2 separate regions of the Capra hircus genome follow, and region 2 is linked to region 1. Evidence: chromatin contacts called from public Hi-C data. All regions are on one chromosome and are shown on one strand. The core of a region is the stretch at or near the end of the contact, and the rest is flanking DNA. Distances in the headings are between cores, read along the strand shown. Region 1 has its middle 15 kb from the start of TMEM158. Region 2 overlaps CLEC3B (tetranectin).

Region 1 (4,336 bases), core at 1,089-3,588:
ATTTTCCTGCTATTATCTAAATAAAATAGAGCTGTAACACGGAGCGGTAACACTGATTTGTCTAAGAGCTATAACACGGTCCGTTTGAGACCTGAGAGCTATAACATGGTCTGTCCAAGACCCGAGAGCTGTGACATGCCAAGGGCTTTAATGTCCGTCACTCCAAATCTTTGTTGGAAAGAGACAGAACCAAGGAGCATACACTCGCCTGACAGATGTATGGGGTTAAATAAAATATGTCGTTAAAATTAATTTCACCTAGATCTCCTTCTTAAAAATAAACTTTTAATTTTAGAATACTTTCAGATTTACAGAAAAATTTCTAAGATAATATAGAGAAGTCCATATGCCCCACACCCAATTTCCCAATTATTAACATCTTAATATTGTTAGCATATAATTACCAATGAGGACTTACTGTATAGCACAGGGGACTATGCTAAATGTTTTGTAATAATCTATAAGGGAAAAGAATCTGGAAAAGGATATACATATATATAATTGAATCTCTGTGCTGTATACCTGAAGCTAATATGATATTGTAAATCAACTATACTTCAATAAAAAGTTTTTCAAAATAAAAATGTATTCATAGGATATATTTGTTACAGTTAATGAGCCAATATTGATACATTGATATATCCCTGGGTTGGGAAGATCCTCTGGAGGAAATGGTAACCTATTCCAGTATTCTTGCCTGGAGAATCCCATGGACGGAGGAGCCTGGCAGGCTATAGTCCACGGGGTCACAAAGAGTCGGACATGACTGAGCGACTTCACTTTCACTTTCACATTGATATATTATTGACTGAATTTTATTCAGATTTCCCTAGTTTTTCTCTAATGTCTTTTTCTGTTCCAGGATCCCTATCAGGTCACTATGTCACACCACATCGCCTTAGGCTCCTCCTGGCTGTGACCGTTTCTCACACTGTCCTTGGTTTTGATGATCTTGACAGTTTTTTGAGGACTACCAGTCAGGTATGTTGTAGAATGCCCCTCAATTAGAATTAGAATTGTCTGATGTTTTCTCATAATTAGACTGGGGTTATGGGTTTTGGGAAGAAAGACCTCCTAAAGGTAAGATGCCCTTGTCATCACAGCAGGTCAAGGGTATCTACTGTTGACATGACTATCACTGTTGATGTAAACCTCAGTCAACTGGCCGAGGTGGCCTCTGCATGGTTCTCCACTGTAAAGTGACTCTCGGCCCACACTTACGAGTGAGGAGTTGTGTTCCACACCCTTGTGAGTGTAGACCTACATAGATTATTTGGAATGCTTCTGTAAGGGAGATTTGTTTCTTCTCTCCATTTATTTATTCAATCACTTATTTATATCAGAAAGGAGTTTTAGATACTTATTTTTAAATAAATTTATTTATTTTAAATATTTATGAATTTATTTGGGGCCTTACTCGTGGCATGTAGGATATTTTAGTTGTGACATTCGAAGTCTTAGTTGCAGCATGTGAGACCCAGTTCCCTGACCAGGGATCGAACCCCAGGCCCCCTGCACTGGAAGCATAGTCTTAACCACTGGATCACCAGGGAAGTCCCTTTAATTTATTTTTAAATTGGAGTGTAATTGCTTTACAATGTTGTGTTAATTTTTTCCAAGTAGCTGGGTCAGAACTATTGACCAGTTACTTGCAGAATCTAGGGTATTTGCAGAGCCAGCCTTGGCCTCCTAGAAAGGGCGCCACCTGGTGGCGAGCACTCTAGGGATGGGCGTGCCTTCTCTTTCGTACTACTGCATGTGGAGGTGGGGACTAACCGAGGTGAAGGCGTGGGGAGTGGCCTCTTGCAGCCTCAGACTTACCTGGCAAGTCACTGCCTGGGACACAGTTGCTGGCGAGCTGAGATTGAGGGCTTCCTGAGGCAGTGGAGGCAGATGTTGGAATTCAAGTCCCAGCTTTAATGGGGAGAACTTAGGCAAGCAGTGCAATCTCTCCAAGACTCAGTTTCTTACCTGTAAAGGGGAGATCAAAGGACCTATCTCCCTGAGTTCCTTCTAAAGAATAAATTAGATTAGGCATGATCTGAGTTTGGGTTCTCCAAAAGCAGGTCCTAAAATTCAGATGTAAGTAATTTATTTGGAGGTGATCTCAGGAAATACCACTTGGGGAGGACATGAGACAGGTGAGACAAAGAAAATAGCAAGAGTGACTTATCCAGAAAGCGTGCTGCCACCAGGGGCACCAAGTACTTAATCCTTCTCAGCATTACCCTGGCCTGAGGGCATAGAGCCGGGGTGTTTCCACAGATTCCCAGCAGTTCCTGATGGGGGCTCCTCTTGGAGGGCCTCAATTCCTCAACATTGCTGGCTTATTCGATACAAGCACATAGTGGGGCGCAGCAACCAGTGTCCTAAGAGTCAGAAAGGACAGTATGTGGAAGCTGGGTCAACATGCATGAAAATAGGGGTTTCCCCAGCGGCTCAGCAGTAAAGAATCTGCCTTCAGTGAAGGAGATGCAGAAGACAGGGGTTCAATCCCTGGGTCAGGAAGATCCCCTGGAGGAGGGAATGGCAACCCACTGCAGTATTCTTGCCGGGAGAGTCCCATGGACCAAGGAGCTTGGGAGGCTACAGCCCATGGGGTCGCCGAGAGTCCGTCCGACACGACTGTGCGACTTTCACTTCACTTTCACGGGGAGCACATACGTCAACAACTCTACCAGCAGCGGCGTGATGTCCCCCATATTATAGATAAGGAAGCTGGAGCTCACGGAGTGTCAGAGCCTCGTCTGGTTCTGGGGAAGATGACGTCCGTATCAGTGTCCCGTGGGTAGGTACGGCTGATCCTGCCAGGGCCCGGATTGTAAAGAATTTTCATCCTGTGCCCGAATAAAGATGTTCTCTCTATATATTTCTGAGCCCGATCATGACTGCCCAGAAGTGTGTTTCCTTCTGTAACATGTCAAGGCTGAATCTTTTGTGTTCTGCCCTGGGTGTGCACCCAGTAATGAACTCCATTCAAGCCCCACGGCTACCTGCAGTCCCTGGGACTCATTGATAGTTTTGGAATATTAACACAAGGAATAACTCTCACTGGTTGGTGAGAGCAAGGGAATGGTTTCATCTTTCTTTTCCTGCGCCAATAGACCTGAGAGAGAAGAGGTAATTGGTGGAAACAGGAAAAGGCTGTGGGCCCGCTCTCTCCCTCTCTTCCAGTTGCGTCACGTGGGATACTGGAGGCTGCCTGCCCACGGCACCTCGCTTCTGTCCACCCGGAACCCAGGGTCTCATTGCTGGCCTCATAGACGTAAATAGCAGGTCTGCTCAGCTCTCCTTTGTAAGTGTCACGGTCACATCTGTCAGTGCTGGTGACGAGGCTCATGCAGGACTAGCAGGAGAGCAGCCGGAAGTGGGCGGGGCAGGGCTGCCACAGAGAACATCAGGGTTTCGGCGCAAGGAACTGTTTCCGGTTCACGCCACTGAACAGAGGATAAAACCCATCTTTTGTGGTCAGCTCTTGGTTGGAGCCAGGATTATGATTATTTTTTTAAAATATGTTATTCTTCAATTTTTATTATTAAAGAAATTTTTATTGTGGTAAAATACATGTAACATAAAACTTGCCATTTTAACTTTTTAATTTTTTAAATTTGAATTTTATTTATTTATGGCTGGGCTGGATCTTTGTTGCTGCAAGTGGGCTTTCTTTAGCTGCGGCGAGCGGGGCTACTCTCTAGTTGTGGACACAGGCTGTAGGCATGGCAGCACACGGGCTCAGTAGTTGTGGTGCTTGGGCTTAGTTGCCCTGTGGCATGAGGAATCTTCCTGGACCAGGAATTGAACCCATGCCCCTGCATTGGCAGGTGGATTCTTATCCACTGGACCAGGAGGGATGTCCCCATTTAAACTATTTTTAGATGTGTGGTTCAGTGGCATTAATTATGCTCACAATGTTTTGAAACTATCCTCACTGTTTTACCCTGTCTCCATTAAGCAACAGCTCACCATTCTTTCCTCCTCCCAGCCCTCTACTTTCTGTCTCTGTGATTTTGACTACTCTCGGGGCCTCATAATACTAGTGGATATTTGTCCTTTAGTGACCGGCTTGTTTCACTTAGCATAATGTCTTCAGAGTTCATCCATGCTGTGGCATGTGTCAGAATCTCCCTCCTTTTTATACCAGAATAATACTCCTTCTTTCTTTTACATCTCCACCTGATTGTGCGCTTAAAAAGAAAAAGAATGCTTTCAAAAGGAACAAAGAAGGCACCGAGCACATATGACCCTCTCACAGCTCTGGGTGCCCAGCCACCAGACTTGCCCAGCCACCAGAGACACCAGTGGTGATCAGGACTCTTCGGTGATGCTTCTGAGAACA
Region 2 (4,336 bases), core at 1,200-3,699, 140 kb before region 1:
CAGACTCGGCAGAGGGACACCCAAGGCCAGCTTCTGCACCCCCCTGTGCACCCTCCAAGCTAAAAGGCCCCTAGAGGGCCTTTTAATTCTGCTAAAAGGCAGAATTATCCTGCCTGGGGGAGAGATGACCACTCCCCACCTGGGAGCTGGATGGGGCACCCAGGGGAGGGGTGTGACCTTGAGGGAGGGGCCGTCTGTCTTCAGCGGAGGGGGCTGGGCCCACGCCCAGCAGCAGGGGCTCCACCCGCTGTGAATCGGCGGTCTGGGATTCAGTGCCCATCACAGCAGGGCCCTCGGGGCTGGGTCTGGAGCCCCTCCGCTGCGGACAGGGCTGGTGGAGGGGGTGAGCCGGCCCCTGGCAGTGGGCTCTCGGCTGGGGAAGCTGGGGTGACGGCCACTTCTCCCCCCCCAGTCTGTCTGAAGGGTACCAAGGTGCACATGAAGTGCTTCCTGGCCTTCGTCCAGGCGAAGACCTTCCACGAGGCGAGCGAGGACTGCATCTCGCGCGGGGGCACCCTGGGCACCCCGCAGACGGGCTCCGAGAACGACGCCCTGTACGAGTACCTGCGCCAGAGCGTGGGCAGCGAGGCCGAGGTCTGGCTGGGCTTCAACGACATGGCGTCCGAGGGCGCCTGGGTGGACATGACCGGTGGCCACATCGCCTACAAGAACTGGGAGACGGAGATCACCGCGCAGCCCGACGGCGGCAAGGTCGAGAACTGCGCCACCCTGTCCGGCGCGGCCAACGGCAAGTGGTTCGACAAGCGCTGCCGGGACAAGCTGCCCTACGTCTGCCAGTTCGCCATCGTCTAGCGGGCCGGGAGGGCCGGGCCGGGCGCGGGATCCTGAGCCCCGGAGGAGGGGTGCGGGGACCTCCCCGCCCCCCGCGCGCTGGGCGCCTCCTTTCGCAAATAAAGTGGGTGCACCGTGATGGAGAGTGGCTGCAGTCTGTGCCGGTTCCCATGGGCGGGGAGAGTCCAGGAGCCCTTCTGGGGTCCCTGGGAGAAGGCTCTTAGGAGGCAAGCAGAGAGGCGGTGAAGGATGGTGAGCTGGGTGCACAGAGAAGGGGAGGGAGAAAGAGAACAGAGGGGAGGCGGGAACCCTTGACTGCTGCTGCCTTTTTTAAATTACACAACTTTATATTTCATTTGATTTCCCTCTTACAGAGAGCAAGAATTCCCGAATACCCTTCATCCAGATTCCACAAACACTAATATTTCCCCCATTTGCCTTTCATTTTTTCCTGAACCGTTTGACCATAAATTGCAGACGTGATTACTCCTTTACCCCTAAATTCTTAAGTGTGTTTCCTGAAAGCAAGGAGATTTTCTCATGGCAGCACGGAGGTTTCCTCAAGGTCCGGAGATGAACACTGATACTCTATTCTTATCTAAGTTACAGCCCTTATTCCGATTTCCAGGCTTCTTATCGTAAACTCCACTTCAGCATCCCCTCCACAACTGCAGGGCAGAAGGGACACCCCCATCCCACCCTTTTCTGTTGGGGATTCATTTCTGGGGTGCACTCACTCGCGGAGTCCTGTTAGGGTGAGAGCTCGGTCTGCCACAGGGAACATTTGCATCCCCCCTCTTGCCGAACAGGAGTCAAAAATGAGAGCGGCCGACACTGCCTGACTGGTGTGACCCCCTTTCTGCTCCTCAAAGAAAGTTCCATCCTAGAAATACCAGCTACCACTTACTGAGCCCACTGAATCACAGGAACTTTAAATAAGTCATCTTATTTAATCTTATCCACCAGGGACAGGCATGTTATTATCTCCGTTTTGTAGAAACGGAAGTTGAGGCTCAGGGAAGCTGAGTGACTTCCGTTGGTCACAGAGCCAGGATGACCAGGGCCTTGGCCTTTCCACCACCACCGTGATGCTTGTCTCATGGTACTGGACCTTCCCTGAGATAAAACATCAGACAAGTGGCCCCATGAACCCCTCTGGCCCATCCAACCATGTAGGCCTAGCTCTAGTAACCCGCTTAGGGGAGGTCTTCCCAGATCAGCCATGTCTGCCATATCTTTTCTCCCTGGTCGTCTTTGAGTGTGTCCTGCCTTCAGAGGTAAATTAATGATATTTTGATTTGATCACGGGGAGTGGGCTATGCTGGGGGAGGTGGCTTAGAGTGAACTCTGTGTCTACTTTGTGCCACACAGCCTGCCTGACATTGTCATGGAAACCATCTCATGTAATTCAACAGTTTAGGAAGATGTAATGATGGAAGACATTCATGATAGATGCAGAAACTGAAGCTCAGAACAGCGATGTGATTCTTTTTTTCAAGATGACCTAGCAAATGAGAAGCAAAATTGAGATGCAGATGTCGGTCTGGCTGAGTCTTGGGCTCTTTTTACCCCACTCAGCTATCTAGTAGGATGTAGGCCACACGTTTTCAAAGTTCCTGCATTTCGTGGATGCCCGCAAGAGGGCACCAGGCCTTTGGGTATGAGAGAGGGTCCTGGTAGAGAACTGCCTCTGTGGCGCTGCCTGATTTCAGCAGCAGGTGGCAGCATAAGCAAAAGAATCACTGACCATTTTTAATCAGCTGCGAAAGTGCTTGGGATTTTAAGACACAGACTCATGGACTTCAAGCTAGGGTACATCTGCCCTGGGATCTTGCTTTAAGTTTCGACCTGTTGTTGTTTGCATTAATTTTTATTTTTTAAAACACTGTGTTCAAATATTTTGTATCATGATTACTGAGTTTTTTAGGCACTTCCTTAAATTTTGTACCCCAGTTAAATGCCTCACTCACCATACTATTCCTTATGGCACTGGCTACAAAATTAAAAATTTCCAAGGTGCATGAACAATAATAAGGTACTGGTTTCTAGATCTTCAGCTTCTATACTACTCTTTATTAGAATTGATGGTAGAGCCCTCTTTCATCATCACGCATTTCCCTCTTTACCATGTGCTGCCCTGGTGTGCAAAGATTTTGAGGATGTCCAACAAAGGGACAATTTGAAATATTGCTGTAAGTGCCGGTCACGCAAAATGCTGGGTAAAAGCTTTCGCAAGTTCAGCTGTTTCCAGTTCTTTGCCTTGGAGAAGAGGTTAATCGAGGTGTCAGTACTATCTTTCCTGGTTGGCAACTCACCCATCAGTCTCTCCCAACCTCCCTAAACCACAGGTTTTCCTGCATAATTGCTAGTTGCATGGCAAAGAAGACCGGTTCAAACTCTGGTCAGAGTCGGCCCCTGGAATGTGAGCTTCCCTCTCACACACATAAACATACTTGCTTCAAATGAAAACATTAAACCACTCCTGTGTCCTCGCACAACCTCCAGGCACATTCTTTGGATTTTGGCTTTGCTGAGAGAAGGTGGAAGTATTCATAAAAGCAAAGAGAATGAGCAGTGAGTGCATTCCTACTGTGTGCTGGGCACTGACCCACAACCCCCTTCCTATGTCCTGACAACAGCTCATGAATGACCTCACTCAACAGTCATACTAACCTAGGAGAGCGCTTTTATTAAGCCTATTTCATAGTTGAAGAAAACAGTAGAGAGAGGATAATTTTTCTAAGAACATCCATGAATGGGGCTGGATTTCAGGTCTGTTGAGTTCCAAGGCCCATGTACTATCTATTATTTACATTCAGCCCTTCCTGAATCTTGAAGAAAGTTTTCAGATATTTCATGATGTGACTGTGAAGCTTTTGTGAAAAGGAGTTGATGGTCATGTGCATTGGTGTATATTTGTGATTGCTGGAAAGGAATTCTGTAAAAACACATTTTCCACCCAGATTTTCCAGGGCTATTTCTGAAGCTTAACATTAGATTCTACTTCACCTGTTTTTCATGGGTGACTCATGAAAAGCACGGTTTATGAGTCTCTTTCATGCTAAAAATCATGACACAATCTATGAAACTAACCATTTTCTCCACTAGAATGCACTGCTGTTTTGTACAGCATGAGAACACAGTCGCAGGAGAAACAGCTCAAAGATCAATGCAATCTTCACATGAAAAAAACTGAGGCCCAGGGCGGCTAAGTGACTAGCCAAGGTCATGTTGCTTGCAAGAGAATGAGCCGAAGAGTCTCACTTTGTTAGCAGAAAGAGCTTTGTGCAAACCATTTCTCCAAACAGCCAGCTAGTAAGTACTGAGCTCCTTCCGTATGCCAATTGCTCAGACAGAAGCTAGGCCACAACGCCTGGATCCTGTTCTTGAGGTGTTCACTGCCCTGCCATTTCTGAGGCTGCTCAAAGACAGAGGGATGGGGCTGGTTGTATCCTCTAAGGGTGGCTTTCCTGTTTTGCATTGTTGGGAAAACAACTGCGCAGTAGTAGTAGGAAAGTGTCTTTCCGATTAAGACATGCAAGCC

The links. A called contact is a pair of places that touch in the nucleus more often than the background predicts.
Region 2: a Hi-C map of blood shows a contact between it and region 1, with 12 times the contacts expected there. The contact joins two enhancer-like sites. A contact is called at or near these places in 2 of 5 Hi-C or Micro-C datasets (both in blood).

Annotation. Positions count from the first base shown.
Region 1 is chr22:54,018,578-54,022,913 of ARS1.2, reverse strand. No RefSeq gene overlaps it. Among named protein-coding and RNA genes, the nearest start is that of TMEM158, 15 kb to the right of the region's middle. Within about 2 kb of position 2,338, at least 2 of the 5 cell types and tissues checked have an H3K27ac peak or open chromatin away from gene starts, as enhancers often do.
Region 2 is chr22:54,158,159-54,162,494 of ARS1.2, reverse strand. CLEC3B (tetranectin) reads left to right here. Exons shown (of 3, transcript XM_018067001.1): 3 at 413-931. The coding sequence ends at 813. Among named protein-coding and RNA genes, the nearest start is that of CLEC3B, 7.4 kb to the left of the region's middle. Within about 2 kb of position 2,449, at least 2 of the 5 cell types and tissues checked have an H3K27ac peak or open chromatin away from gene starts, as enhancers often do.